Linked DNA regions of Mus musculus: all the other regions are linked to region 2. The links are chromatin contacts, called in public Hi-C, HiChIP or PLAC-seq and promoter capture Hi-C maps. All regions are on one chromosome and are shown on one strand. The core of a region is the stretch at or near the end of the contact, and the rest is flanking DNA. Distances in the headings are between cores, read along the strand shown. Region 1 has its middle 31 kb from the start of Fer1l6. Region 2 holds the start of Tatdn1 (TatD DNase domain containing 1). Region 3 overlaps Washc5 (WASH complex subunit 5). Region 4 overlaps Nsmce2 (NSE2/MMS21 homolog, SMC5-SMC6 complex SUMO ligase). Region 5 overlaps Fer1l6 (fer-1-like 6 (C. elegans)). Region 6 overlaps Gm36617 (a long non-coding RNA gene). Region 7 overlaps Gm36617 (a long non-coding RNA gene).

Region 1 (2,700 bases), core at 119-2,618, 460 kb after region 2:
AGATAGATAGATTAGATAGATTAGATAGATAGATAGTCATCTTGGCTTTTTGTTCATTGGTCTATCTATACTTCACACACACCATGCAGAGGACTGTTAATGGTTTTAAAATTCGGAAGGTAATTCTTGATTTTAAATACAATTGTGAAAGCAGTTTAAGCCAGAGAGGAAAGGAAACAGCACACTGAGCAGAAAATGTCACTGTGTTAAGTTTTCATTCTCCCTTCTGTGTGAATAAGGAGAACTCAAACCTTTGAACAGTCTTAACCAAGAACCCAGTTTGCAGCTTTCAACCCTGGATGTTCAAAGACTCCCCTGGGAACCTAGTCCTGAAAACCCTAATTCAGTTTCTCTAGGGTGAGGTCTGGGAAGAACATTTATGTCTCATCCAAGGTGGTTCTAGTGCACCCACCCTAACTAAGCAACTGCTCCTTCCTTTGACTGTAGGATTATATAACAAAAACAAAAAAATTACACACACACACACACACATACACACCCCATGGAGATCGATCAAGAGCTGCATTTGAACTTCAGCACCTCCTGTCTATAATAGAGACCTGTCAGCACTGAGGTCTCTTCTGTAACACCAGAGCACTAAGCCCTTTCACCTCTCCTGCCCTGTTCATTACTAGATAATATCATGAATCGTGATAGCGCAACAGTCAGAAAACCATCACGGCATTGTGATCACAGCAAATAAGCAAGGAAGCGTGGCTGGAGGACAGATGGTGGTCTTTGCTATGTGGGTAAAGAGCGGGTAAGGTCCAGGGATAAAGAAGACCTGAGCCACACACAGCCGGGAAAGGTCCCAAGAACCATCTTTTTTCCAGGCTCCCGTCTGGAAGTATCAGTAACAGTTGGCACACCATTTCTGCAGGAGGTGCTCTTCCCTTAGCACAAGCACACCCTTCCTTATTCAAGGCCAAGGAGCAAAGTATTCCATCAGGTACAGGTTGATCCTTTCCTTAAACAGAAAGGTTGGGGTGGGTGGGGTGGGTTTGGTTCCGTTTGCTTTGGTTTCCTTTGTTTTGGTTTCGTTTGAGGCCATCTCAAAATGCTCCTCGCTCTAGACAGACTATTGAAGATTTCACTGAACCTCACGCCTGTCAGTTGATACATGGCTGTTCTGTAAGTCCCTCGAAGTGGAGAGAGCAGGTCAGGATTCTTAAGCTCGTCAGAAATGTCCGTCCTTCACTGACTAGGTCACAGGTTTCAGGAGACAAAAACAACAACAAGTGCGGGCTGGTTTCGTGGTTTTGTTTTCTTCTGTACACTGGATGATCACTCTCTTAAGTGGTTTGGATGCCCTGCTTTGTCCACACCCGCAGGCTGCCTGGAGGTCATAGCTGATGTGTGAGGTTTCTGACTCCCTGCAGAGGCCGTGCCTGTGCCCGATACAGTGAAGACGTTTCCGCCTACTCATCCTCAAGGCTGGCCAAGTAGGGGGCCTGGGAGATGGTCTGTGTGTTGTGCGCTTGCTGGACAAGCATGAGGATTTGAGTTCAGATCATCATTTCAGTAGAAGCTGGGCCCAGGGTTGCATCATGTAACCCTAGTGCAGGGAAGGTGGAGGCAGGGGGGTGCCCTGAGCTCAATGGCCAGCTAGTCATTCCAATAAGTGAGTTCCGGGTACAGGGAGAGACCCCCCAAATAAGGTGGGTGCCAATCGAGGAAGACAGCAGAAATCAAGCTCTGGCCTGTCTATACATGCACAAGTTCATATGCATTTTTAAAAAGTAATTCGACTCCATCCAAGCAAGCCTATGGCAACCATCTAATAAATATTACCTACACTTCTTATTAATATAGCCACTTCCTGAAGAATCTTTAGAGCTTGTGAATTGTGTAATTTCAGACAGTTTGAGTCTTCATGTCTGCCTCTGCAGCACCTACTCCGATTCTGGGACCTTGTCCAGTGCCATTCACCTTGGACAATTATATATCTACCGTGTGCCAAATGCCATTCTGAGTACTGGGACTCTGTGACAACTAAATCCTTAAATCTTGTTGAAGATCCTAGGGTTCAGTAAGGCTCCTTTGAGATCTGTAGAAAGAAGGAAAGGAAAGAGGGAAGCAGAGTGGGGGTGGGGAGGAACAGAAGGCAGGAAAGCACAGGTTTGACGCTCACTGCATTGACTTTCATGGCATTGTCTTCCTTAGGGATACTGTTTCTCTGATAAAGCACCTACAGTACCATTGACCAAAGTCAACTTGTGGCAGAAAAGATTTATTTCAGCTTACAAGTCTTAGGTCAAACTGTCATCAGTGAGGAAAGTCAGGGCAGAGTTGAAACGGGGCAGGAAACTGTAGGCAGCTGATTCGGGGTGGGGGGAAGGGGGGGGGATAGAGTGCTGCTTCCTGGCTTGCTCATTCACCCTGGCTTGCTCAGTTGGTTTTTTGTACTCTCCAGGACCACCTATCTACAATGGGCTGGGCCCTCCTGCATCAATCATCAATTTAAAAAAAAAAAAAAAAAAAAGTCCTACTCAGAGACTCTGAGAGTGAGTACAAGACCTGCACAGGTTCAAACCAGACAAAATCCCAAAATCCCAGCACTGAGAAGGAAAAGTAGGTCCAGAGTCTCACCTCTAACCAAGAAGCTCCTTGCAGCTGACACCTGGTGGAAGAGGGAAAATGGGGTTTCCCCACAGGGGGGTCAGTAGGTGTGTCGACCTTACTTCAGAGCAGCCCTACACC
Region 2 (2,700 bases), core at 129-2,628:
GTCCCAACAAGGAGGAAGGCAAGGTTGTCACACAGGTGATATCAACACGGGTTTTTTTGTTTGTTTTGTTTTAAGGGAACTGATGCGGACAAGGACTAAGAAAAGATGTCAGCTTTCAAATCTGTTAGTGCTGTCATAGTAGCTAGTTTGATTATTCCCTCCATGAATATGAGCCCTAATATCTCCAACTGTACTATAACACTGTCTGGATTCTTGAAGTCTTAACTTCTTCAGTAACACTGTTCCTTCTGAGTTTCCCCGTCACGTTCCCCGTTAATCCATGGGATTGCAGCTCAAAATCAAGGGTTAACTGTCATTTATTTGCCATCCAGAATGGACGCTGAATTGCAAATTCTGTTAAATAAATAAGAAAAACTTAGGAAAGAAGCTAGCAACTGTTCAGCATTGTACACTGCACCAGCCTGCATAACAAAGAGATGTAACCACAAACTTGTATCCTAGGATTCCAGGGTTACCCTCTGCAGGTCTTACAGGGTTACTTGATTTTCCATCTTTTTCTTGGAAGTCCTCCTTGTGGGATTAGGTTTTAGGGTAAGAGTGTAGCGGTATGGGACTTACACATCTTCGGTTGTCACTGCCCCTTGCATTTCTTTTAGGTCATGAAAGTCTACACGTTTTAACACTATATTGTTGTTTGTTTGTTTGTAAGAAGGGTATTTTTTTTTTTTTGGCCTAGCCTCAAACTCATAATGTAATGGAGAATATCTGTCTCCCCCAACATATGCCACCGTATGAGACTTAACGAGAAGACTAGTAACAATGGTTAAAGAAATAAAATGACGTAGGAGGTGGAATAGAATGAGCCTGCTTATCTGTAAAATCAGGCTAAAATAATCACTAATATCTGAGTTACTCTGCAAACTAAAGATAATGGACAAATTACTGTTAAGGTTAGGGACGACAGAGTCATAAAAACGTTAGCTTTAGATCCATGACAATGACAGTCCTAGGTACTTTTTATTTCTTCATGCAACTTTCTACGCTGGGTCCTGGTTGCGCCCCACACAATCATCTCCGCCAGATCAAGCAGAGAGGACTGCATCGGGACCCGGGTTCAAGGGCGGGCTCCCTTCACTGTGTCCCCCAAGTCCTTGATCAGCCTGGCCCACGGGGCCCCTCGGCTTCCGTCCCCGAGCCCCGGGTCCCCTCTCCCCACCTGTGGATACACCATGACTCGAGGTGGCGCAGCGCGCGCTTATACAGCCGCAGCACCTTCTGCTGGTGGGTCAGGTAGGCCGGGGGAGCGCAGAACGCCATAGCGTCCGGCTCACCTTCAGCGGCCGCCGCGGGGGCTGCCGGGAACCCGGAAGCGGGCGGTTGTGAGGCGGAACCGGAAGGACGAGCGTGCTCTGAGCCACTTCCGCTTTTCCCTGGGAGGAGCCTGCCGCGCCGTCATGAGTCTCTTCAAGTTCGTGGGTAAGGGCAGGTTTGTCTTGGTCGTGAGCCTCGCTGACAGTCCCGGGTCCCCTTTTCGCGGCATGGCCTTTCCAGGGCACGGAAGATGCCCGGAGGCCTCGCGTGCTGGCAATGACTGATCTGGTTCTTGCTGGAGGATGGTTTCCCTAGTGCATGTTCATTTATGAGCATTCCCGGGCAATGAATCATTGTGACTTGTGCTTTTTTTGTGTGTGTTTAATTCAACTGGAAAGAGAGGAATAGGTGTGGGGTGTGCTTCAGCCGTAGACTGATCGCCTAGCATGGGCTAGTCCCCGAGTCCTCCCATCTCTCAAAAAGCACCGCCCCCCAAGCCAATCACTTTTCTTCTGTCTTTCGTGAACTCTTCTACATGGCCGGCCTGACAGTCCCTCCAAGGTACCGGTTCACTCAGTCATCCCTTCATACCACAGACAACTCTGGGAGGCTTGACATTGAGTCCCGGGAATGTGGCCAAGTCCTGCTCACAGGCCATCTAGACATAAACGGGAGTCCTCAGACGGGAGGGGGTGGCAAATTGTGTCGCCTCGCAAGTTCCACGATCCATCCGACAGCTGGAGAGTGCGGCAAGGATTCAAAATGGGGGACATTGTAAGAGTCAGGGTTGGAAGGATAACTTGGAACCCTAAAGTCTCGATTACTTAAATTTCACTTCTATTGGGAGTGGCGTTCCAATGAAGGCTTTTCAGCAAATCTTTGAGTGCCAGTTGTACGGAAAGAGTCTTGCCTTCTGGGATACCGATGTGGGTAGTCTCAGTATGAACCTCGTCGTTGTGGACTTTCCCTGCTATTTAAGGGTGGGAAGTGACAGGGAGGAGGTTACCCTGATAGTCGTTTTGTAGATTTTGTGGCAGATAAGGGGACGAATGTAAGTATTTCAGGTTTTGCAAACAGGGAAAAGAATAGAAAAAGAGAAATGGGATGGTTGTGCATAGCATTTAGCACTGACTGTTCATGCCTGTTGTGGGAAGTGAAGACCCAAAGATGGCAGGTTAAGAAATACCTAGGCCATCTGGATCTAATAGATTAGGTCCATTCGTGAGTTAAAGGACATCCAAATAGAGACATCCTCCGAGCACTCAAAAGTGGAATCAGGAGAGTGGTTAAGGTTATACAGTAAAATCTGAGAGACACCTTAAGCAATATATTTTCCCAAGACACTGTATTTAAATATGGAGTTGTGAGAAATCTAGTCGTGAGTTAGTTTCCACACCAGAGACGTGAGGCCTATGGCCAGTCAAAGCA
Region 3 (2,700 bases), core at 63-2,562, 400 kb before region 2:
TCACAGGCATGGTCTGCCGGAAGCCTGCCGACCCTGTTGACTGGCCACCGCTCGTCCTAGGTCTGCTCACGCTGCTGAAGCAGTTCCACTCCCGGTACACCGAGCAATTCCTGGCACTGATTGGCCAGTTTATTCGCTCCACAATGGAGCAGTGCACAAGGTACAGAGGGCCAGTCAGAAATAGTGGAACTTAATGCCACAAAGAGGGACTGCGACCTGTCAGGACAAATGCCTCTCATCACTGTCCTGACAGGACTGGCGATGATGCTTGAGGTCTCCAAACAAGTCAGGACAAGGAGCGAGCACCAGGTGCTCCTCCTGTGCTCCCCGCCAGGAAATGCCCTGTCGTTCTTCTGGCCGGGGCTGTGTAAGCCTGGGTCTTGGTGGAGATAGGAGACATGGTGAGAAGGCAAGCAGACCTGTGCCTCTGCCATGCTGGTTCCATCTCTCTTCATTCCTGCTCCTCTGCCTCTAAGACATGGAAGGAAGTGATACCTCAGTTTCATGGCCAGGCAAGTCTTTGTTAATGGTGTATAACAAAACAGGAATCGCAAGGTGCTGTTAGAGAACAAAACGTAAACCTTCAGTTTCTGCAAGCGCTATCTATGCTCCCTTCTGTTCACTTGTGGGGTTTCTAGGATAGAACAAAACAAACAAAAGTCATGGCCCTAGGACACTGTGTCAGCTCCACTCCGTGCTGCCTGAAAGGGTCAGCCTAGCTGAACATGAAGTTAGCGGATTGCCATTTGGTTATTTTTGCCCACATAGCAGATCATTCTGCTATGCTATGACCTTGTATGCATCAGCTAAGAGCTCTGAAGCTGAGCCCTCCTTTGGCTTCTCAAGACATTGTCTCACTGTTTCCCAGCCCGGCCCTGAATTTAGTCTGTAGCCCAGGTGGACATTGTATTTGAAATTTTCCTGCATCTGCCTTCAGAGTAGATGGGATTGCAGGTCTGCTACACCAGTCCCAGCTACTCATTTACTTCAAATGGGTGTGCAAACAAATGTAGCTGAAGGCCGAGAGGATGGGGATGTGTGGGCGTTGACAGGCATTGATTGTCTCATGGAGTCTGAAGGACATCAAAGGGAGATAGATGACTCTAGAGTGTAGACCTGTCTGTCCAGACTCTAGACAGACAGCAAGACCAAGTTATAAGCCAGAGGCGAGGTTACGATTGGCTTTGCTTTTCTCTAATTACACCTATTAGCCTGTGTGTGTACACATTATGTACATGTTCCACTCACTGCAAGCATGTGGAGGTCAGAAGACAGGCTTTAGGGAGCCAGTTCTCCTTCCTTCACAGGTTCTGGGCATGGAGCCAAGGCCATCACCCTTAGAGGCAGGTGCCTTTACCCCTGACCTACCTACCAGCTCCTTGTTAGCTTGTTTCCTGTAGGATTGGTTCCTAAATAAGAGCAGGTTAATTACTTCATAGGAATCAAGAGGGTGCCCTGTGGGTTTGTTAGACTTGGTGTACTGCTCAAGGAAGGATGTGTTAACATAACAAAGCAGCTAGCTGACCCAGACTTCTTTTACAGCCAGAAGATGCCTGAAATGCCTGCAGATGCTGTGGGCGCCCTTCTCTTCCTGGAGGATTATGTTCGGTATACAAAACTCCCCCGAAGGGTAAGCCCTCGACAGGAAACGATGACAGTGATGACATACCCAAAGCTGTTAGAAAAGAAGTCCTGTAGGCTGCCTCAGCCCTCCACGGCTGCGCCCTGACGTCCGCTGCACAGGTCTTCCTGTGAGTGAGTTCCAGGACAGCCAGGGCTACACAGAGAAACCCTTTCTCGAAAAACACAAAAAACAAGAGAGAGGTGAAACAGGAACTATTAACTATAAACCAAAAAAAGTGGACATTTCCTTGATACTGTTGTGTTCAGAAGGGAGATGGGTAGATATTAACAGGCAGTTTTAGTAAAGTACAAGCAGGATAAGCATTTGGGGAAGGCTCGGCCCTACTTATATCCAGGTGCAAACCAAGCTAGACTCCCAAGTGAGAGACATGGGGCTCTGGGCTCTGGGCTCTGGGTTTGGAAGAGTTTATTCTCCATGATGTGAATGGGAAAATAGCAACCTCTGTCTTTAAGGGGAATTTAGCTTTGTGCTTTAAAGCTTCAATGGTGTAATCACCCCAGAGTCCCAGAAATGCACTGGTAGGAATTTACTTGCTAGAGATTAACATACACAATACAAAAGCATGCCGATGTTTCCTAATCCATGTACAAGGGTATACCTAGATTTTGCAAAAGTATCATGAGATTGCAAGGTCCATCAGCCTTTCCCATGATGAGCTGAATCCAGTCTTCTTGTCTTGTTTCTGGTCTCCTATCTCATGATTAAGTCTCTCTTTAAATGTCTTTAATACAATATTTATGCACATTCTGTCTCTTCCCTCTCTCTCTCTCCTCTCTCTCTCTCACACACACACACAGTGTTTTGCAAATGTTTCTCTAGCTCACAGAGATCACCTGTTCCATTCCCCCACCTCACCTCCATGCCACCCTCCTCCTCCTCCTCCTTTTCCTCCTCCTCAAAGCAGTTAAGGAATGCAGGCCTTTCCAGACCTTCCTGTTTTCCTCTGGCCTCTGGGTTTCTCCTTTGTCTCTCGTTGGCATACTCCCAGATCCTAGTGCCATTGGGAGCAAAGCCTGCTTGTAGAGGCAGTGGGCCTCCCCCCTCAGGTGTTGTCA
Region 4 (2,700 bases), core at 162-2,661, 460 kb before region 2:
TCATAGATCACCTATACATCTTTTGTAAGAGATGTGTGCATCCTGACATATAGACCGGGGTTCTGTCGTAAAGGAAGAGGTCTGATTCTTTTTTCTGTCACACATACCAATAATCTACTAATTAGAAATACCTTGCTTACTACCACGTAGCTTTCCCAATCTTTGCATTTATTCTTATTTGCCGTAGCTGCTAATTAACCTTTTCAAAGCATGGGCCAAGAAGTAATTGGTGATCAATCAATTTTTTAAAAAATTAACAATTACCTAATAATGAAAACCAAACAAGTTCAAATAAACAATTTAAATAAGTTTTATATGATACTCTACAGTACTGTACTGTACTGTACAGTATCATGTTGTACTTTGCCTAAGCACTATATCAGAACCCAGAGTCTCCAGGTGCAGATGCTATAGCTAAGAGCTAATGAGCCAGCCCTGTAAGTTGTTGCCCTTACACAGCCCTCACACAGAGCCAAATCTGCCTCTTCCCCAATGCTAGTCACAATCTAAAACACCCTGACTGTGGTCCGAGTCATCTAGCTCAAGTCACATATTAACGAGGCCTCCTTCCACACAGTATAGGATTTCCCCCATCTCTCTGAAACCTTTAAGTATAGGCACCTTCCTTTGTCTGGCAGGACTAAAGCTATGGCATCAGGGTGGGACCACAGGACAGGCTGTGCTGTTAATAAATACCCTGTCCTAAAGACAACTGAACTCAATACGTCTCTTTCTTGAATACCATTCTCTTCTCACTCCCAAAAACCTAACACGCAGTCCAGAAGAAAAGTGAAATCTTCATCTTCAGGTTAAAGTGGTCACTGCTGCCGTCACCAGTTTACAATGGCAGTAATTAATTTAGAATTGAATAAATACTCTCAACCTTCCTCTCTCAGGTATGCACACTTACAGAGAGCCCATGAAGAACTTCTCAGTGAGTATAACTTCCCAGCTAGCACCCCCTTCTCCTCAATTATTCGCCTTATTCTTGACCAGACACAAAATAACTGCCATGAATACGAAACCAGGTGTGCTTATGGATTCCTGTAATCTCAGCCTTCTGGAGGATGAGGTAGGAGGGTAGTAACTTTGAGGCGAGCCTGGGTTACATGGTAAGACCCTGTCAGTAAAAAATCACAAAGCAAGGAGTGTGTGTGTGTGTGTGTGATAAAAGGTGGCTTTCAACTCTTCTTGTAAGTTTAAGACGCACAGTGAACCCCAATGAAAAAGACTGCTGGTTTTAAATCAACCTTCGCCATGACAGATGAGGACTCTACTGAAGGGCAAGAACAGATCCAAAGGTAAAGAAGCTGCCTTTCAACTTTGCTCTCTGATTCCACAGGCCTTAAAAAAAACATGCAAGAATATGCCTCTTGCAACTGTGGTCACATGCAAAAGTGAAGCAAGAAGCACATCTGTTTGGAGCTGGCCTCAAATGCCTCTAGTTCTTCTCCAAACCAGGTTCACAACTCCCACCCACAGAGAGAAAGCCAGGGCCTGAGGCGGCACCCAGGGACAAGCAAATTAGCATTCCCAAGGTCAACTGCTGACAGGCTTAATTGTTTACAGCAACTAGAATATGCTGGCTGCCGAAGTTAAGAGGCTTAACCTTCCAGCTTGCCCAACAGCATATGAAACTGATTTACCACATCAGCTACAAAATATGAAGAACTGTAGATGTGGATTCAAATGAACACACAACATTTTATACAGAAGCAAATGTAACAGGATCCTCAGAAACAATGCACTTTTTATTTTAAGCTGGCTAAACAATTTGGGGAAAACCCTAAAATACTAGCCACAGTTTCAGCAGAGGAGAGTGCAGGAGAAACTGAGTGTCTCATTCTTCCACCGGTTTGATTGGAAGACTCACCAGAACTGCTAAAGAGCTGCAGATCTAGCTGATTTGGCCATCTCTTATTTCTTACTCTGTCACAGAGAAGTGAAATAACCCTTATGTGTCTTTTGTCATCTCATAAAGTGTTATATGTGACCAATAAGCATAAGCAGTGTGGCTAGTCTGGAGTCTAGTGTACTGTAGGATTCTGATTTCAGTGCCCACGCTGTGTCAAAAGAACTCCTTAGGAGCTTTCATATTTATGACACATAAAAATATTTTATCTTTATTTACTTTTTAAATTATATTTGTGTGTATAGATGTTTTGACTGCATTATGTCTACGGATATACTATGGACATGAGTAGTGTCTAGTGTAGAAGCAGGTGTGGTATAGCCTGGGTTATAGGAATTGAACCTAGGTCCTCTGGAAAAGCAGCCAATCCTCTTACCCATAAAGCCATCTCTCTGGTCCCGAAAAATAGTTTCAGATACACTAGGTTAAATAAAACATTACAAATCTCTCCTTCCTCCATATTTTATGAAAGAAGGGCAGTAGAAAATTTTAAATTACACATGTGGCAAACACTGTAGTTTTATCAGGCTGCACGTGTACACATAAGTAATGGTATACAGAAACGCACAGCATGAATACAGGACTTCGTCTGTAACGGGGAAAGAACAGTGTGGGTAATGATCTCTAGAAGAATCAAGCTGCTTTCAGCTGTGCTACGTGTCGTCCTCATAAAAGCTCCTTCCCTCTGACCACAAGACATTAAAACTTTATGTCATTAAAAGAGGACTACAGTGCTTCACAAAAGGCTCCTCATGTCAGTTCTACTTCTGCCTCTGTTGTCATCTCTG
Region 5 (2,700 bases), core at 126-2,625, 350 kb after region 2:
AGTTTTAGGTATTTAAATTATATGGCTCACAATATACTATGTTACATTCCACCCTTAAAATTTATTTTAAAAGTTCCTTTTTCTTTAATGAAAAACAATAGAAAACATCATTCCTTCTACTGCTAGTGAAGAAACTATGAGTGTTTGTGCATGTGTGTGTGTGTACATGTGTGTATGTGCTTATGCATGTGTGTGTGAATGTGTGTTTGTGAGTGTGCTTGTGTGTATATGGGCATGTTTGTAAGTGTGAATGTGTGTGTGTGTGTGTGTGTGTGTGTGTGTGTGTGTGTGTGTGTGTGTGTGTTTGTGTGTGTGTGTGTGTGTGAATTTATAGTGAGAACCAAAAAATCAACTCACACATCCAGGTTTGATTTATTCAACCCTTTGAGACCAGAATGGAGAGCAGATAAAAACAAACAAACAAACAAACAGCCAAGAATGAAGAGGTACATAAACAGCTCTGATAGCCGACATCAAATTCTGCAGGAGATGTAATGCTCAAATCTTAGCCTTCCCTATGCCTCATCTACCTCCTCCTCCCAAAATGAACCTAACAGATAGAAGGTCTGTTAAAGTCCCTGGTAGAGTTTGGAAGTCAAATGTCCTTCCTGGACACAGCCAGTGGCACTGTTTGGGGAGGCTATAGAACCTTGGGTCTGTAGTCTAGCAGAAGGGTCTTTGAAGATGATCTCTCTTGTTTTGGCCCGTTGTCTCTGATTCTTGGCCTGTACACACAAGAAGCCTCTAGCAAAAGCTCTTGTTGCCACAGACCCAGGCTAGTGACCATTCCTTCACCCACCCCACCATGAAGACCTGTGTCACCTCACCTGTGAGTCAAAGCACATCCTTTATGCCCTGAGATGCTTCTGCAAGGCACATTCTGACAGGGCAACAGGCAGAGTGACTAATTCAATTGTACACAGATACTCTGGGGCAATAAATAACAAATATGATTTTCAAAACTGTGGGTGATTCTTGGCTGTAGATCTAGCTGTCATTTTCTGATCCGTGGGCACCGGGAAAGTCTATGACTTTCCAGCGTGACAACCACAACCTCCTACAGGTCTTTGAATGTTTAGGGGGTGCATACCCAGCAGACAGCTGTGCCACAGAATCAACTTTGAAGAATTTCTGGCGTAGAGAAAATCTACAGTCTGTGCTTCTTATTTCCACTTCTGAATTCTCCACTAGGAACTCATCATGAGACTGGGCCTTCTCCTATCGTCTTGGCTTTTTTATTTTTCAGACTTACGGTTTCAGAAAGGAGTGGGGGTGGGGTAGAGAATAAAAGGAAGTGGCAGGTGAGAGGGAGTTGAAATGGGAGTTGACAGTCAGAACAAGAAGGGAAACAGAACCGGTCTTGCTGAATCACGCTTTCCAGAAGCTTGCTCCCTCCCCGGGTGGTGACTGAATTCAAGGAGACTGAGTGATCATCCAGGGCAGTCACAGTGGCAACAGGAAAATGCAGATAAAGAAAGCCATAAACACATTGATAAAGATAACGCGCATGCTGGATACCTGTGGAAAAGCATTTCTCCGATCTAGCGGTACCTTTTCCCTAGCTTGATTTGACAGCAGCTCTTTGTTCTAATTTTGTACGGTGCCAGGATACACCAAAATATTTAGCAGAGAGTAACTTCATACCACTCTCTAGTATTTTTAGCACAGGCCCTCCGGAAACGATTTGCTATTTTTAAGACAAACCTTTCTAGTTTCTGTAGCACTCTTTGAATGGAGAAGGTAAAAGAAAGTCTCTGATATTTGGGATGAATGACTTAGGTTATATATATATATATATATATATATATATATATATATATATATATATATATATTGACTTTTTTCACTTATAGTTTCATAGGAGCAGATGTTTAAGAATTATTTTACAGACAGGACAGAAAGAAATAAGCAAAGTCACTGTGTTAGTTCCTTCTCTCGCCAATGTGCCAAATTCCCAGCAAAGGCAACTTCAAGAAAGGATTCATTTTGGCTCATGGTTTAAGGGAGCCTACCATCAACCATGGTGTGGGGGAAGTTTAGGGGTGGGGAAGTGTGGGGGTGGGGGGAGGGAGTGAGGACAAAGTGGCTGTCTATCAGGTCCACAGGAAGAAGGCAGAGGCAGATGAATGCCGGTGGTTGCTTGCCTCTTTTCCTGTCCTTCCCTCTTATTCAGTCTGAGACCCCAGGCCAAGGGATGATGCCACACATTCTCAGGGTGGGTCTCCCCATATCGGTTAAGGGTTTCTGGAAGCACACTCATGGTTAGACCCGGACTGTGCCCCAAGGTCAATTCTAAATCCAGTCAGATTAAGCCCCACAGCCACAAACAACTGAAGAGGGCTCTGCAGGGGATAGCAAGTTCTCAGAGGTGCTGGACCCACAGTTTCTTAAACACTGGTATTTACTGACTGATGATGGCGTAAGGCACAAATATGTGTTCTTTGCTTGAGTTTATTCACTTAATCCTCACAGGCATATCCATGTAGTGGAGGAAAAATAGAATAAACTTCTTCAAACGTATGAAAAATATTAAGCAGTCTCACCAAGATCACACAGCCGGTAAATATTTGCCCAGAACTCTGTTATGGATTGAATAATGTTCCTCCCAGAGTCATCTGTTTTAGATCTTAATCTTCAGTCATCAGATTGCTACCCTATTTGGAAGTGGAGTCACTGCAGATGTAATTAGTCAAATGACTA
Region 6 (2,700 bases), core at 39-2,538, 340 kb before region 2:
GAACTCTAAGGCTCAGACTAGGGGGAGGTTGCTAGCTGAGGGACAGAACACTCCCCAGGTCTCTGGGGCGCAGGGGGGGGGTGAGGGGAGGACCTGCAGGTTTGGACTTGAGAATCGGAAAGTCTTGAGAAGCAGAAAGGAAGAGAGAATGGGCGCTTTTGTATCTAATTACACCCATTTAGTTGTCTAGGCAGCCCCTTTATCACCATGCACTTTGCAGCTCAGCTCTTTCAACAGGGTCTAATTACCTTGCCTAATTACCACCTTAACGTCACTTACCACCACTCTCACTCTCTTCCCTCGGATCCCGCAAGCAGGGCCCTCTGCGGGCAGTGGGATTTTATGAGCAAGTTAAGATGCCACTGTGCAAAGCAAGCTTGGGAAAGACTGTATTCTAATAGGTATTAGTTAGGGAAGCACTTGGTACAGCAACCCACAGCCTTTAAAACACACACACACACACACAAAACTTGGGGCAGTTGTAGAATGGAAACCAATGTGAAAGCAAGCAGAGAACCATCTGAGACTCTGATCTTAATTTTTCCCGGCTCCAGAATGTGATTCTGCCAGTTTAAAGGGGTTTTTTTCTTTCTTCACATCCAAGTGTATAAATGCTGTGCTCAGCAAGTCATACCCAGCCAGCGTTAGGAAATAATTCTGCAGGAAAGAAATAGGCCATACGGCTATAACCGGCTGAACGAAAAGTAGGTCATGGCCATAGCACAGGGCTGCTGGCCAGAGCCCTGGAGCCAGAAGGCAGCCATCTGTGAGGAGACAGGACAGTGTCTTTCCTCACTCACTGTGCAGATCCATTCTATTCTACTCCCTACTATAAGCCTGCAATGTGACACTTGTCACCCCTAACATTTTGTCCATAGGATCAGTCTGAGTCTCTTTGTTGGTTGGTTGCCTGGGCCGAGACCTGTTCCCCAAGGCTTCTTCCTTCCACACACAGGGTGGCTGGGTCCTAGGTGGCTGGGAGGGTTGACATATCCACGTCTCACCTGCAGAGACACCCTGATTTAACAACATTTGCTAAGTCACTTATTAAATAAAAAGTCCCATTTTTTTTTCCATCTATAAAATAGGACACAACCCTTCTCTAGGTTTTGTTTTTCTTTTGTGTAAGAGTTCAGTTCGAGAATCATGGGTCTGCATGATTCTTTTACTGAGCACGATGTTCATCTTGCAACTGCCGGGCAAGCTTGTCACTCAGACAAGCCATGCAACACCTGTGCATCTCCATATCCTCATCACCAATCAAGGGGTGACTTTGAAGGAGCTGTAGCCGGGACGGACTGGAAGGTAAACACTGGCTAATGCGTCAGAACTGCTGAGGTCAAAGCTGGCCCACAGGGAACCTGTCTGTACTTTCATTTTCCTTCCCTCCTGTCTCCAGAAAGCTGGACACACTGAACATACATGTTCAGGTGTCTCCCATGTTTCTGAGACTAATATCCCTTGCAAATGTTCAGGCAGAAACAAACTACATGGGTCCCCCTTGTGAGACTTGCCTGTTTGTGTTTGTTTCCTAAGGGCACGGTGTGGGAGAAATCCCACGATTTAAAATTTCCAATGAAGTCACTGGAAATTTAAGTTGAACAAGCTTGACATGAAGAGGCTTGAACGGGTGCACTCCTTGCTTCCCTTTGCCATCCTTCATGACATTTGTGACATGCCACCCTCAGCCGCCCAGTTGGCTTCTGGAGGAAAGATGCTTCCCCCAAAGACGCCACTTAGTCATCTGCTGAGCAGAGGAAAGCATCCACATGCGGCCCAAGGGAGGGAGTCTGGCCTGTTCAAAACGCAGACTGGGAAGAGACAGCCCGTGAGAGGACCAGAGGGGACTCTGTTCCCCACCTCCCTCTCTCTCTTCCTCTCCCTGTCTTCCTCTGTCTCCTTCCCTTCCATCTCTCCATCTTCCCCTCTTGTATTGTGTTCCTTAGAATTTTTTTTTCAATCATGCACACTTGTGCCTGTGCACATTCATGGTGTGAGCACAGCCAGAACAGAGTGTCAGATCCTCGTATGACTACAAATGGAACCACCTCAAAAAATAAAAACAGAGTCTGAGGGCTTTTTTTTTTAAATTATTACAAGTATTTGTGATGTGTCTATATGTATATGTGTGTGTGTGTGTGTGTGTGTGTGTGTGTGTGTGTTTAACAGCATACATGTGAGGGTCAAAGAACAACTTGTGGAAACTGGTTCTCTCCTTCCACCATGTGGGTCTTGGGAATCCAACTCAAGTTGTCAAGCTTGGCAGCACCTGCCCTTCCTACTGAGCCATCTCACCAGCCCAAGTCTGAGGGTCACAATGTGAGTTTTAAGCCACAGTGTCTCCCCTACGGAGCATAGTTAACATTTATATGTGCAGTCACATTGTTTTCTATCTACTCTGGCGACAGCACCCCTGGGTAGGGGCAATGGTTGTAGCCTATGACTTGGAACAAGAATCTGGAGGAGAAGGAAATGGCTGATACTTGGTCATTTGGGGTGGGATGAAAGGAGATGGGATGGATACCCACTTCCATGTCACCAGAGAGCAGCAGAGACATTCTCGTGGTGATATGGGATCCGTCAGCCATGGGTTGAAGGTTGACAGTGACTCTAGAGTACTTTGGGGATATAACAAGTGACAACATCTCATGACAGCTTCAGGTAGCATTTTCCATATCATATCTGGAGATGTCAACATCT
Region 7 (2,700 bases), core at 174-2,673, 320 kb before region 2:
TTATACACAGCCTAATAAAAATAAGGGGGAAAAAAAAACAGTGAACAAACCATTAAGCACACAAGTAGAAATGATAATAAATGGAATATTTCCTGAGATAACGAGGGGAGGGGTGCCTTAGCTTATAACTCTGAATCTATATGGCTCCTTTGAGAAGGGAATACATGTACTGAGCCTGGTCAGATGGGACTTAGGGGAACATTATAGTTTTTTTTAAAAAGAGCATCTAAGAATCTTGACCTCTGATTAGACTTCATCAAGGCCGCCATGGGCAGAGTCCCCACCTCCCACCAGATTCTAGTGGGCTTTATGTTGACAGTCCTCAACTCCACTGGAGAGTGCAGCGCCCTAAGCCCACTGGGAACTGAGGTATGGGGTAGTAAGTGAAGTCTAGATGCCTCTTGAGAGAGGTGGGCCAAGAGCTATAAGAGGTCGCAGGACAACTGAGAATCTTTGTCTAAACCTGAGAAGCTGGATGTGTTAAGTCCCACGAGCAGATATGGGATTCGGAACCGGGGAAGCTGCTAGGCTTTGAAATGAGAGAAATTCAGGGGTGGGCTAGGAGAAGGGGAATCACATGTGCAAACTGACGCCCAGAGCTTTCTGACATTTACCGTGCCCAGGTTAGGTGCCCAGGCTACATTTACTGTGGCCTTGATCACACAGGCAGCTTAGGGGGTCTGCCCCCACCTCTTCGTGTGTGCTAGAGAAGCAAATGCGCATAATACGGAATCTCACCCAAGCCTCACACACCGAGGTCCTTGTGTGGACATTATCTCCATTTTACAAATGAAGGCTTCATCTGAGGCTCAGAGAGGGCAAAAGAGTTGTCCGAAGTCACAAGTAGGCAAAGCTGGCCTTGGGGGATAGATCCAAGCACCATCTAAGGTCACATGGAGGGAAAGGGGCACAGTGGGTCTGTTCAGAAAGCTACTTAGACAGGGTATCGCAAACCTTTGGCCTAGCAGCCAAAGACGGCGCACAGCAGGTTTGGGTTTGGCGACCTGACAAGAGGAGACTGTGCCGCCTTCAGGCAGGGACCACATTTTATCTCATTTATCACGAGGCCCCTGCTTATTCCTTCAATTAAGTCCTGCCGAGTACTAGAACTCGGGTGTCAATGGTGGCCTCATCCTAGAAAGGCCTTTCTTTAGCACCGGAAGCTGGCTGAGGACGGACATCCTCCTAACCTCACTGCCCACTCTGTGGCTAGTCCCGTACTGTGACAATGGGCCCAATAATTCAGGGAAATGGAGCCCAAGTACTCGTGTGGTCTAGTAAACTTCCAAGAAGTCTAAAATACGCAAGCCTTTCTCCTGTCTAAAAGCATATTACATGGAGGCAAGGGCCTTGTTCGGGAAGCAGGGACTGCATGCCCAGTCCAAGCACAGCAAGAAAAAGGTAAGTGGCCACCTCTCTCCCTGGGAGTTCATTAAGAGCAGGAAGCAGTTGGTGGTCTCCAGATGGGAACAGACAACAAAGCAGTTGGAACATGTTGAGGTACCTGGCAGCTGCACAAAGCTGGGGGAATTGTACGGGTCTAGGGTGTAGTGGTGCATGCTTGTAATCCCAGCTCTTGGAAGGCAGAAGTAGGAGGATTAGGGGTTCGAGGCCAGACTGAGTTAAATGCCAAAAGATGAAAGAAAGATCAGTATGAAGATTAGTCCTGATGTTCAAGCTACCTTTCAATCTCCTCTTCCTGTGTTTTATATTCTTGGGAGCAGTGTGGCAGCCAGGCTCTGGGCTTTTGCCTTCAGTCATATAGCCTGTCTCTCTGGTTTGGAATTAAATAGCCACTGCTGGGAATCCCAGGAGAAATTTGTAATTGTCCTTTGTAAAATGCTAGCTAGTCTCAGAATCCTTGGAGTTTCTTGAAGCACAGCTTACAGACCTGCCTTGCCTCCGAGATCAGTTAAAGGGACTTTGAGGTGTATGTCTATAAGTTGTCATGGGCAAAGGAAGTCACTTTCCTGAACTCAAAATAACCATCTGTGTGCTAACTTTGTCTTTAAGAGGAAAGCCATACCTTTTTGGTCAATTTAAGTGGCCATGGCAGTCTTAGAGAAAAGCAAGAATCAGATATTTTGTTTCTTAAATGTCTTGAGAATTTTTTAGCACAAAAACCGGGACATTGGAGTGGAGACGGGCTCACTTAGAAGAAAAGCGACTCCTCTCAAAAGATTAAGATGACAAATAGCAAAAGAAGGCACTCTAACCCTAAACCTCACCCCTCAAAAAGTCAATTGTGCTACCAAGAATGGGTGGGACTTATGACAATTCACGTCATTCAAACAATAACAGCCAATGAGACCTGACTCATTAGGGTCACAGCCTGCTGCCGCCTCGCCCCCCCCCCCCCCCCGCAGGTTCTGAGTTTACTGTTTTTCAATGCCTCAGCCATGCTCTCCTTCCCTGATCTGTTTTGAATTTCCTCTCCCCTAATGTGTATTTATGTCTCTCTGGTTACAAGCTGACAAGAACAGCCCCTAGCATATCTGCTTCCGCTCAGGCCCTGACGTCATTTACTTAATTTCCTCAAGTTTTCCTTTCCTTTCCATTAAACCAGATGGTCTTACGAAGGTGAAGGGGGTGGGGTTAGGGAGAGGTGGCAGCTTTGGATTTTAACTAACAAATCAATGAAATCGACCAACTAGCTGACTGCTCAAAAAAAATTGCTAATTAAAGAAAAGCTATTTAATT

The links. Promoter capture Hi-C pulls out the DNA fragments that hold promoters and counts their contacts. Hi-C and Micro-C count contacts between places; a contact is called where the count stands out from the background. HiChIP or PLAC-seq counts read pairs in DNA pulled down with a chosen protein or histone mark.
Region 1: an H3K4me3 HiChIP or PLAC-seq map of the SCID.adh cell line shows a contact between it and region 2, with 9 read pairs. The contact joins the enhancer-like site here to the promoter of Tatdn1 in region 2. A contact is called at or near these places in 12 of 39 promoter capture datasets (3T3-L1-derived adipocytes, the C10 cell line, the HPC-7 cell line and 7 more), 29 of 484 Hi-C or Micro-C datasets (the 4T1 cell line, the Ba/F3 cell line, the C2C12 cell line and 19 more), 10 of 115 datasets of contacts at active chromatin or transcription factors (the SCID.adh cell line, astrocytes, cardiomyocytes and 7 more) and 4 of 9 other capture datasets (adipose tissue, embryonic stem cells, liver and 1 more).
Region 3: an H3K27ac HiChIP or PLAC-seq map of trophoblast stem cells shows a contact between it and region 2, with 15 read pairs. The contact joins the enhancer-like site here to the promoter of Tatdn1 in region 2. A contact is called at or near these places in 19 of 39 promoter capture datasets (the C10 cell line, the HPC-7 cell line, the SN4741 cell line and 12 more), 2 of 15 datasets of contacts at CTCF or cohesin (the NIH/3T3 cell line and large pre-B cells), 14 of 484 Hi-C or Micro-C datasets (bone marrow-derived macrophages, cerebellar granule neurons, cortical neurons and 4 more), 23 of 115 datasets of contacts at active chromatin or transcription factors (the SCID.adh cell line, craniofacial prominence, effector CD8 T cells and 15 more) and 4 of 9 other capture datasets (adipose tissue, embryonic stem cells, liver and 1 more).
Region 4: a contact with region 2 is called in an H3K4me3 HiChIP or PLAC-seq map of embryonic stem cells, with 5 times the contacts expected there. The contact joins the enhancer-like site here to the promoter of Tatdn1 in region 2. A contact is called at or near these places in 13 of 39 promoter capture datasets (the C10 cell line, the HPC-7 cell line, cranial neural crest and 8 more), 2 of 15 datasets of contacts at CTCF or cohesin (the NIH/3T3 cell line and large pre-B cells), 19 of 484 Hi-C or Micro-C datasets (the 63-12 cell line, CD4 T cells, the G1E-ER4 cell line and 12 more), 12 of 115 datasets of contacts at active chromatin or transcription factors (the 230-238 cell line, the SCID.adh cell line, T-cell acute lymphoblastic leukemia and 7 more) and 2 of 9 other capture datasets (adipose tissue and liver).
Region 5: a Hi-C map of the G1E-ER4 cell line shows a contact between it and region 2, with 3 times the contacts expected there. The contact joins the enhancer-like site here to the promoter of Tatdn1 in region 2. A contact is called at or near these places in 4 of 39 promoter capture datasets (the C10 cell line, liver and pre-B cells), 1 of 15 datasets of contacts at CTCF or cohesin (large pre-B cells), 19 of 484 Hi-C or Micro-C datasets (B cells, CD4 T cells, CD8 T cells and 11 more), 6 of 115 datasets of contacts at active chromatin or transcription factors (the 230-238 cell line, the SCID.adh cell line, fetal liver and 3 more) and 3 of 9 other capture datasets (adipose tissue, embryonic stem cells and liver).
Region 6: a promoter capture Hi-C map of liver shows a contact between it and region 2. The contact joins the enhancer-like site here to the promoter of Tatdn1 in region 2. A contact is called at or near these places in 9 of 39 promoter capture datasets (the C10 cell line, cranial neural crest, embryonic stem cells and 6 more), 1 of 15 datasets of contacts at CTCF or cohesin (the NIH/3T3 cell line), 8 of 484 Hi-C or Micro-C datasets (CD4 T cells, the CH12 cell line, bone marrow-derived macrophages and 5 more), 28 of 115 datasets of contacts at active chromatin or transcription factors (the 230-238 cell line, the SCID.adh cell line, T-cell acute lymphoblastic leukemia and 19 more) and 4 of 9 other capture datasets (adipose tissue, embryonic stem cells, liver and 1 more).
Region 7: an H3K4me3 HiChIP or PLAC-seq map of the SCID.adh cell line shows a contact between it and region 2, with 19 read pairs. The contact joins the enhancer-like site here to the promoter of Tatdn1 in region 2. A contact is called at or near these places in 13 of 39 promoter capture datasets (3T3-L1-derived adipocytes, the C10 cell line, cranial neural crest and 7 more), 1 of 15 datasets of contacts at CTCF or cohesin (the NIH/3T3 cell line), 1 of 484 Hi-C or Micro-C datasets (bone marrow-derived macrophages), 11 of 115 datasets of contacts at active chromatin or transcription factors (the 230-238 cell line, the SCID.adh cell line, embryonic stem cells and 4 more) and 1 of 9 other capture datasets (adipose tissue).

The regions. Positions count from the first base shown.
Region 1 is chr15:58,477,304-58,480,003 of GRCm38.p6, reverse strand. No RefSeq gene overlaps it. Among named protein-coding and RNA genes, the nearest start is that of Fer1l6, 31 kb to the left of the region's middle. Within about 2 kb of position 1,368, at least 11 of the 459 cell types and tissues checked have an H3K27ac peak or open chromatin away from gene starts, as enhancers often do. A contact at or near this core is called in the SCID.adh cell line, where this site is marked.
Region 2 is chr15:58,932,416-58,935,115 of GRCm38.p6, reverse strand. Tatdn1 (TatD DNase domain containing 1) reads left to right here and starts at 1,378. Exons shown (of 12, transcript NM_001368428.1): 1 at 1,378-1,437. The coding sequence starts at 1,416. It overlaps Ndufb9 (NADH:ubiquinone oxidoreductase subunit B9), which reads right to left and starts at 1,315. Exons shown (of 4, transcript NM_023172.4): 1 at 1,178-1,315. The coding sequence starts at 1,278. Gm36559 (a long non-coding RNA gene) reads left to right here and starts at 1,840. Exons shown (of 2, transcript XR_875364.2): 1 at 1,840-2,700.
Region 3 is chr15:59,332,548-59,335,247 of GRCm38.p6, reverse strand. It overlaps Washc5 (WASH complex subunit 5), which reads left to right. Exons shown (of 29, transcript NM_153548.3): 27 at 7-160; 28 at 1,543-1,630. Among named protein-coding and RNA genes, the nearest start is that of Sqle, 19 kb to the right of the region's middle. Within about 2 kb of position 1,312, at least 27 of the 459 cell types and tissues checked have an H3K27ac peak or open chromatin away from gene starts, as enhancers often do. A contact at or near this core is called in neural progenitor cells, pancreatic islet and trophoblast stem cells, where this site is marked.
Region 4 is chr15:59,390,927-59,393,626 of GRCm38.p6, reverse strand. The region is part of intron 2 of Nsmce2 (NSE2/MMS21 homolog, SMC5-SMC6 complex SUMO ligase); the gene reads right to left. Among named protein-coding and RNA genes, the nearest start is that of Nsmce2, 18 kb to the right of the region's middle. Within about 2 kb of position 1,411, at least 78 of the 459 cell types and tissues checked have an H3K27ac peak or open chromatin away from gene starts, as enhancers often do. A contact at or near this core is called in the HPC-7 cell line, the NIH/3T3 cell line, adipose tissue and 7 more, where this site is marked.
Region 5 is chr15:58,584,301-58,587,000 of GRCm38.p6, reverse strand. The region is part of intron 18 of Fer1l6 (fer-1-like 6 (C. elegans)); the gene reads right to left. Among named protein-coding and RNA genes, the nearest start is that of Gm36451, 11 kb to the left of the region's middle. Within about 2 kb of position 1,375, at least 30 of the 459 cell types and tissues checked have an H3K27ac peak or open chromatin away from gene starts, as enhancers often do. A contact at or near this core is called in the G1E-ER4 cell line, LSK cells, the P5424 cell line and 1 more, where this site is marked.
Region 6 is chr15:59,277,014-59,279,713 of GRCm38.p6, reverse strand. The region is part of intron 2 of Gm36617 (a long non-coding RNA gene); the gene reads right to left. Among named protein-coding and RNA genes, the nearest start is that of Gm36617, 32 kb to the right of the region's middle. Within about 2 kb of position 1,288, at least 65 of the 459 cell types and tissues checked have an H3K27ac peak or open chromatin away from gene starts, as enhancers often do. A contact at or near this core is called in adipose tissue, embryonic basal ganglia, forebrain and 3 more, where this site is marked.
Region 7 is chr15:59,248,819-59,251,518 of GRCm38.p6, reverse strand. All of the region lies in intron 1 of Gm36617 (a long non-coding RNA gene), which reads right to left. Among named protein-coding and RNA genes, the nearest start is that of Gm36617, 4.0 kb to the right of the region's middle. Within about 2 kb of position 1,423, at least 22 of the 459 cell types and tissues checked have an H3K27ac peak or open chromatin away from gene starts, as enhancers often do. A contact at or near this core is called in the SCID.adh cell line and adipose tissue, where this site is marked.